Regions from separate parts of the Mus musculus genome. Here regions 2 and 3 are each linked to region 1. Evidence: chromatin contacts called from public ChIA-PET and HiChIP or PLAC-seq data. All regions are on one chromosome and are shown on one strand. Each heading gives the region's core, a stretch centred on a gene start, on an enhancer-like site or on the middle of the called end of the contact. The rest is flanking DNA. Distances are from core to core; before and after follow the strand shown.

Evidence for each region. ChIA-PET counts read pairs in DNA pulled down with a chosen protein or histone mark. HiChIP or PLAC-seq counts read pairs in DNA pulled down with a chosen protein or histone mark.
Region 2: a contact with region 1 is called in an RNA polymerase II ChIA-PET map of memory CD8 T cells, with 6 read pairs. The contact joins the promoter of Vps16 here to the promoter of Cdc25b in region 1. A contact is called at or near these places in 1 of 39 promoter capture datasets (pre-B cells) and 1 of 115 datasets of contacts at active chromatin or transcription factors (memory CD8 T cells).
Region 3: a contact with region 1 is called in an H3K27ac HiChIP or PLAC-seq map of embryonic stem cells, with 5 times the contacts expected there. The contact joins the promoter of Ebf4 here to the promoter of Cdc25b in region 1. A contact is called at or near these places in 3 of 39 promoter capture datasets (cranial neural crest, pre-B cells and second pharyngeal arch cranial neural crest) and 1 of 115 datasets of contacts at active chromatin or transcription factors (embryonic stem cells).

What each region holds. Positions count from the first base shown.
Region 1 is chr2:131,185,689-131,188,388 of GRCm38.p6, forward strand. Cdc25b (cell division cycle 25B) reads left to right here and starts at 1,260. Exons shown (of 16, transcript NM_023117.4): 1 at 1,260-1,692; 2 at 2,418-2,539. The coding sequence starts at 1,493.
Region 2 is chr2:130,422,924-130,425,623 of GRCm38.p6, forward strand. It overlaps Vps16 (VSP16 CORVET/HOPS core subunit), which reads left to right and starts at 1,397. Exons shown (of 24, transcript NM_030559.3): 1 at 1,397-1,524. The coding sequence starts at 1,472. Pced1a (PC-esterase domain containing 1A) reads right to left here and starts at 1,365. Exons shown (of 7, transcript NM_178762.4): 1 at 489-1,365. The coding sequence starts at 612.
Region 3 is chr2:130,294,603-130,297,302 of GRCm38.p6, forward strand. It overlaps Ebf4 (early B cell factor 4), which reads left to right and starts at 1,337. Exons shown (of 17, transcript NM_001110513.1): 1 at 1,337-1,547. The coding sequence starts at 1,411.

The DNA.
Region 1 (2,700 bases), core at 10-2,509:
CTGTGCTGGCACTAAGGGCTGTAGGTCTGGACCTTGTCCTTTGACAGGAATAAGAAATGGGTCCCCAATAGCAGTATATAAGTTCCTAACATAGCACAGGAACTGGGCAAAATGTTGAAAGAAAAGAGCGGTCATGGCTCCTACTTTGGTCACTGCACTCAGGTGTGGCTAGTGTCGTCCTCCTTCACACACAGCTGAACCTCTTAGACCCCATCCCTACCCTTCATTACCCTTTTGCCATCCCTACCTGGTGGTGGTTAAAACAGTGAAGGCTGCTCTCAGCTCCTACATCCTGTACTGCACCCCACAACCCGTCCCAGAAGCCACACCTTCACTGCAGAATTTGAAAAAGTTCTCAACTGCCCACTAGGTCCTTCCCAGCTCATTCCAGGAAAACAGACTCAGCTGCAAGGTGATTAGGTCATTAGAAAACGCTCATTGTAAACTAATAGCAAATTCAGCCTCTTTCACCTTCAAAGAAACACTAAATATGGTGCTATTAACCCCAAATTAGCCAAGTGGGTGTGAGATTTTTTTCCCCCTAGTTGGGTTCTCTGGTGGCATGTCCCAACTGTGTGTTGCAGAAATCATTGCCTAAATCTAAGCGTCTAATTCTCAGGAGAATAGGCTCAGTGGGGTCACATCTAAACTCTGGTGCCCCAGAACCCAGCAGTTCCACTGTGCCTCGCAAAGGGCTGCCAGCAAACGACTGCAGCTGCTCTGTGAGGTCCAGGGGCGATGACAGGAGGCTGCACCATCAGCGGAGTCCCTGAGGGAGCTTCTATGTCTCTGCCACTCAACCGAACCTGTGACCTTAAACGAGTTAAAGAGCTTTTCAACGCTGGGGTCTGTGAACTGGACAGGGAACGCAGTGCTCACAGCATACTTGGCAAACGTCCTGGGCTCAAGCAGAGCGTCGCACCGTCCCTTACTGATGAACGTGCATGATGGTAAACGTTGAGGGCTCCTTATGAGGCCACCTTAGGGGATGACTACTCCCTCTGAGGGTAGAGGGCTGCTCCCACCTCCAAACCCTGTTCCAGGAGGCAATATCCTGGAGGCCCAGGATTCTCGCGTCAATGGGAGCGGGCGGGGCCGGGGCGGTACGTGTGGGGCAGGGGGTTAACCCAACTCCCCGAGTCACCCTAAGAAGCCAGGCGAGCAGAAGTAGCTGGTCCAGCCTCAGCCTCAGCCCCGCCCTTGGTCCCGCCCTCCCGGAACCGGCGCCCCCATTGGTGGCGTCTGGCGGCGCTGCCGCTGTTATTTTTCGAATATATAAGGAGGTGGAGGTGGCAGCTGCCCAGCTCGGCGTCCTCCCCTCCCTTCCTCCCCACATCCCTCTCCTCACTCCCAGGCCCATTGCTCTTCCTCCCTCCCTTCCCTCCCTCCTTCCCCTCACCCCAGGCTCACTCTCGGAGCTGAGCCAGCTGGGTCGGCGTCTGCTGGCCGCTGTACTGTGGCCCTCTAGCTAGCCTTTGCCCGCCCCGCCACGATGGAGGTACCCCTGCAGAAGTCTGCGCCGGGTTCAGCTCTCAGTCCTGCCCGCGTGCTGGGTGGCATTCAGCGGCCGCGCCACCTCTCGGTCTTTGAGTTTGAGTCTGATGGCTTCCTGGGGTCTCCGGAGCCTACAGCTTCCTCCTCTCCGGTTACCACTCTTACACAGACCATGCACAACCTCGCTGGGCTCGGCAGGTAGGATGCCCCAAGGGAGCTGGGTGTGGTAGTGGAATGGGAGGCCCGGATCAGGAGAGACTAGGCACCAGAGCTTAGAAGTGCAGAACTCCAACCCCTTTAGCCTTGTTTCAGTGACATGGGACGAGTGTGCTCTATGCGACTTACACCCTCGATATGAACGTCTAAGGATCATTTACCTCACTGCTCCTTCATTGTGCCTCCTGCACACTATCCTTAGGCAGAGGACCATGAGGTTGGCATAGAAGTGGGTCTTAAAAGGTTGTGCCCTGCTCTTTGAAAGCACCCAGTATCTGCCTAAGGCTTAAACTGACAAAAGACTGACCACCTCCTTAACCGTGCCTGTGGGGTCCCAGGTGGGTGGTCCAGCTGCACTAGAAAGCCAGGTCTTGCTTAGCTGTTGCCTCCAGGAAAACGCTGGATAGGTGAGGATGTGACAAGCAGGAGAATGGTCTACAGAGCTTCTGGACTGTCTCCTGCCCATCCTCCTCGCTCTTCCAGACCCTTAGAAGGGTCTTTCCTGAACCAGTCAAACCAGAGAAGACGCTCCTGGGCCTCAGTGGAATGAAAATCTTTGACCTGAGATACAGGCTAGTCCTAGGATCACCTCTCCGTGATAATGGGCCTGTCATAGTTAGGGAATACATGGGAGCATGGACCCATCAGCTTCCAAATCCAACATCCATTTCTTTTTCTCCTCCTCTGTGCCTCTTCTCCTTTCCTAGTGAGCCTCCAAAAGCTCAAGTAGGAAGCCTGTCGTTCCAGAACAGGCTGGCAGACCTATCCCTGTCCAGGCGCACCTCTGAGTGCTCCCTGTCATCTGAGTCCTCAGAATCTTCGGATGCAGGTAAGGTCCAGGGCCCCTAGTAGGGGTCCCACACACCACCACCACCACCACCACCACCACCACCACCACCAGAAGAGATCCGAGAACTTCCTGGACCTTCTAAATTCTCTGCCCATTAGATCACCGTCCTTTCCACAGCCTGATGGACCCAGAGTCTTTTC
Region 2 (2,700 bases), core at 147-2,646, 760 kb before region 1:
TCGGCCTCACCCCCTCCCAGAGTTTCCCAAATGAAGGCCTTTGTTTTCCAGGGATTGACTCTCCAACAGCAGCTCTATGGAGGGTTGGCTTAGAGAAGAAAAGACGAGATTTTAAAGCCCTAGCTCTGCTCTTTCCAGCTATTTCCCTCTCCTCTAGCTTATGTACAGCGACCAAAGACCAAATGGCAAAATTAAGTTGGTCCCATCCCTAGGAAAACACACAACATAGCCCACAGGTCCTTTTAAGAAAATCATGAAGGGCAACAACAAATAAAGATGCCACACTCATGGGCTAAAAAATAGTGCACAAATGATATGCCGGGGCACCCAGGGAAGGTACATAGGGAATTTAAAAAAGAAAAAAATGCAGTCTAGTGTCCTGAAACAGAGTAAGAGATGGAGAAGTCTGAAATGGAGATGTGGCGTGCAGACAAAGAAAAGGTTGAAGATACAGGGCGGTGAAATGTCATCCTAGAGTGGTCACTCACTGGAGTCCCCCAAAATGACCACGAACTTGTTGTGTAGCAGCTGCTGGACTTCTGAGGCATGGAAGTGGACCATGGCGCTTCCCAGCAGGCGGTGTGGCATCTCGTTTTCCAAACAGAAGACCATGCTGCCACTGACACCAGCTGCAGGGAGAGGCCAATAAGCTGACAGAGGGCAGGGACTCTAGGTAGGTCCGGTCTGTTCCAAGATGACCCATGCGCGCTGGCCCCTCCCTGGCTGCTCTGTGTAATGGGGAGGAAAGTGGGAGCGGCAAGGCGAATCCCAACACGGCAGCAGCCTTTATCACACTCGGAGGGAAGAAGGGTCACTTGGGCCGTAGTCTTAGACTACAGCGCTTCGCGCGCGCAGAGACGCCTTTGCCCTGCCACGTGTCAACGGCGGCCCCGCGCGTGCGCATTCGTCCGCTCGCGCCAGTTACCAAGTCTCTCGGGGGCTCCAGGGATTCACGGGCCAGTAGGGCAGGCCCAGGTGCCGTGCGACAGCGTCTCGGCAGCGATGTCCTGATCTAGAGTCAATGATCCCATGCCCCTGGAGAGCGGTGGGTTCTGCAAAGATCCCGCCCCACAGAGCCCGGGTGCCCAGGTTAGCTGTAGGTACGCAGCTCGACGCCCAGCGCTCGCCATGCGTGCGCTACGGTGGTCCAGCCAACGCCTCCAGCATCTGTGCCTCAGATGCTCATGGCTCCCACTTTCGGTCACCCGTGTCCCGCCCTATGCGATCCCCAACGCCGGAGGAGTCAGAAAGGCAGCGAGGTTGGCCGCTGTGGAGGACAGAAACCAGGGCTAGGTCCACTCGGGCCGCCGCGCCGAGGGCAGGACGATAGCTCAGCGTAGCTTGCCCACAGTTCTGATGGCCGCTAAGGCGGCCTCGTCACGTGACCCCGAAGGGCGGAAGCGGAAGTGCGGCCTGAGCTTGCGCTAGGCGGGTTTTTCCTCGGCGACTCTTGCCGCCAGCTGTACTAGACATGGACTGTTACACTGCGAACTGGAATCCACTCGGGGACTCTGCCTTTTACAGGTGAGCTGCCCGACGCCCCACCTTCCGTCCCACAGCCCAGCTTACCTTGCTTGTCTGCTGCTGGCTTGAGCCTCCCGGCAGAGCCAGCAATGCTCGCCCCGGCCACTACGCGTGCTGGCGTCCGTCCCTATGGCGGCTCGCCTGAGCGTCTGCCACTTTACGCACTTTAGGGGCAGCAATCTGGTCCTTCCTTTGCGCCAACTGAGGCAAGCTGAGAAGCCACCCCTAAACCGAGGTCTGTTGGCCTCCGGAAGGATGCTTAGATCACGTAGAGGGAGGCCGCCCCGCGGCGACAGCGAGTGCCAGTCTCCTTCCGGAAACTGCTGAAGTCGGACCACAGGGGCTCTCACAGGAAGGCGGGATCGCCACAGCGGGCGGGGTGACAGTACTGACCAAAGCTGAGAAAAGGGGATGAACCGCTTTTCAGTCTTGGGGCACTATTAATGAGGAACCCGAGGCAGTGGCAACTCACCGGGGTTGGAGTGCCCTTAGCTGTGGGTCTTTCTCAAGGCTAAAACTAGTAACGTGATTACAATGGTTACCGTCTCGTTGGCTTTATTTCTTTTTAAGATATAAAGTACAAACTGCTTGTGGAGCGCTCATCAATTGGTCAGCCTACATTTGTCACTCTCTGAGTGGTTTCCAACTTAACCTCAATCATCCTCAATCCGTGGGTGTACCAGCTTCACAGAATTAATTGCAGGACCTCATCACACCAGGCAATTCCATGGCTTTGTGTTTGCACAGTTCTATAGTCGCTTCTATGGGCATTGCTATTTTCCTCTTTATCACCCTGAAGAATGTTGCTCATCTTTCAGGACCTGCTTGGTTTTCCTACAGTAGAATCCTTTTATGCCTCACAAAGGTCCAGTTGTAGAGTCTTATCATATGTGGCACACGAGGGCAGTGTTGGTATGAGTTTCTCGTGCTAAGCTCTTGAAGGCTAAGAATACTTCTATTTCCCATGCATATTTAGGCTAGTGCCTGTTACCTAATAGTTGGTCAGCCTTTGGTGGCCCACGCCTCTTAATCCCAGCACTCTGAGATTCAGGCCACCCTGCTCTATAGCTCAGGCCAGACAGGGCCACATAGTAAGACCCTGTCTTGAAATAATAACAGAAACAAGCAAAACCTAATCATTACCCAACAAAATGGTAAAGAATGTTTTATTGATGT
Region 3 (2,700 bases), core at 87-2,586, 890 kb before region 1:
TTCTCAAAAACTCAGGTGGGAATGTAAACTTAAGTTTAGGTAATCCAGGGACAGGAACAAGAATGGGAGGTGCAGGACTCGGGTAGCTCAGCTTGCCTGGGGCCGCATCTTCACCACAAGGTGAGAGACCCTTAAGCGCTAAGGCGCGGAGGTTAAGCCGAGGTCAAGTGGCACCAAGGGTGCAGCGACTCCTAGAATCAAGCGTTGGCTGAGGAGAGGGCGGCGCATACTTAGGAGAAGAAGATGGGACCACAAAGATGCTGGAGCTTCGTCTGGTGGCGACGGGGAGGCCGTGGTGATTCCCCAGCGTGGTGTGGACGAGCTGCCCTGCTTAGGCCGGGCTTCCTCGCCGCGCAGCCCCCAGCCCATCCTTTCCCCATCTTCCCTGGCCTGGGCCAGCTTCCCGGCGCCCCTCCACCGAGGCCGTGGCCCCCAGCCCGGCTACGGACTCGTCAGGGTCCGCCCCGCCGCCGCGGCCCCAGCCCGGCCGCTCCTCCCCCGATGATGTCACGTCCCTGGCCGCCCCTCGGCCGGCCTCGCGCCCCGCCCCCGCCTCCCCTGGCCCCGAGTCCCCTGGGCCCACCCGCTTGCGACAGCCCTCCTCTTGCCCGTGCTCCCTCCCTACGGCTCCCGCTCCCCAGGGAGCGGCGGCGGCGGCGGGATGGCCAGGGCCCGCGGCCAGGCCCCGGGGAGCGGCGGGCGGCGGCGGCCGCGGCGGGGAGGCGCGGGGACCGGGCCCCGGGGGGACTCGGCCGGTCTGCTGCTGCTCCTGCTGCAGGTGCTGCCGCCCGGGGCAGCGGCAGGCCCGGGGCGCCGGGGCACTCGGGGGCCTGGCGGCGGCTGCGTCTGCTGGCCCGGCGCCGGCCCTGCTTTTCCACGGGACGCGCGTCTGCTGCTGTTGCTGCCGCCCCGGCCACCACCGTCGCCGCCGCCGACCTCCACGGCCGCAGCCTCCCCCTCTCGGATGGTAATCAGCGCCCCGCGCGGGCGCCGCGGGCGGGCGGGGGAGAGACCCGGGTGGGGGGAGGGCGGGCACCTCGCGGGGCGCTCGCCCCCCCCTCCGACGACCGCCGCGCTGGGCAGCCGCCAGAGCGCGCCTCTGGGGCGCCTCCGTGCGGAGCCGGTGCGGGCTCCGCTCTCAGTCTGTTCACTGGCTCTCAGGCCGCGGGGGAATCCCTCCATCTCCCCGCCCCGCGCCCCGGGAGGGGAGGGGACAGCGCCGGCGCCCGGGGACCCGTTTTCTCTGAGAAAGCACCCGCGAGGCGAGCGGCACTGAGGCGCCGGGACTCCGTGCAGCGCTGCGCTCCTGGAGGCTCCTGGTGCCGTCGGGTCGGGCTGAGCTGAGACGCCCACAGCCTCGGCGGGACGGGATCCCTGGCAGTTGGGGGCGCCCACGAACTGCGGGTCCTTATGTTCCCCGCACAGGACGCTCTGCCCCGCGGTGGGCTCCATCTGAAAGAGGAGCCGCTGCTGCCCTCCAGCCTGGGCTCGGTGCGCTCCTGGATGCAGAGCGCGGGCATCCTGGACTCCAACACCGCGGCGCAGAGGTAAGCGCTCCACCCGAACTAGCACGCTGGTTGGACCGCTTAGTGTCGCCTTCGTCCTGCACGCCTAGCTACTGGAGCGAGGGGTGGAGGGAGTCCTAACTCTTGACTGTCCCGACGAAGTCTCCTGTTCACCCTGTGTGAGTTTGACTTCTTCCTGAGGATATGGGGCGGGTTGCTCACTAGGGTCCAGGGTTCTGGAGGTGGTGTCGCCTCCTCCCGCACACCTGGAGCCATGGCCCACAGTTACTAGTCATCTAGAGATGTACAGCCCCTTCTTCCTGTGCAGTCTCTACCGTTCCACTTGTCCAGTTCCGTGGCTACCCAACAAGAAAGGCAAGAAACTCTGTGGTGTACAGAACCAGAGATGTGGGTGGGGCTGAAGAGAGGCTTAGCCAGTGGGCAGTTAGCCTTGCTGAACTGATTGGGGCTGAGAATGAGGCTGGACTCCTCCGTCTGAGTGGTTTTGGTTAGAACCTGAAGGAGACTGGAAGCTCTTGGGAATTAGCAGAATCGGCTCTGGTTACTTTTCAGGGGGAGGCATAGGGGACTAGACAGGAGACTTCTGTAAGGAATGGACACCAGAATTTGGATGGGGACTTTGAAAGCTTGTTAACTCAGTCACGGCAGCAGCTGGAACCTGGTCTCTGTAACACTCCCTCTCATTATACAACATGGACTGGAGGTTATACGTCTGATCAGATGCTCACGGTGCCTCACGCTAAGTAGGTGTCCCTGCGGACATCCAGGACAGGGTAGGCACTGGCTCTTCAAGTTTTAAATAGCTTCTGTCCAGTATCTGAAGGGTGTCGAAGCAGACCAGGGCTGGCACATCACTCCCATCCACACACCCAGACTTGATCAGGTATCACTTGTGGTGCTTCCCAGCCTCACCCAGTACTAGACAGAGAGTGTTTTCTGGACGAAGGGGTGCAGTATTTTTGCACATCTGTCTTCAAAGAGAGAGTGCTGAGCTTTCTGTTGAATGATCTCTCCTGGACAGGAAAGGGTATTCCAGATGAGCCGATTCCAGTAAGTTAGAGTCTCTAGTTAGAACGGTCTAGCTAGAGACTATAGAAACACAATAACAGATGTTTTAACACTACTGTTCTCCATGTGTTGGTATATTTCCTTGCTCTCCGTGTGTTGGTGTATT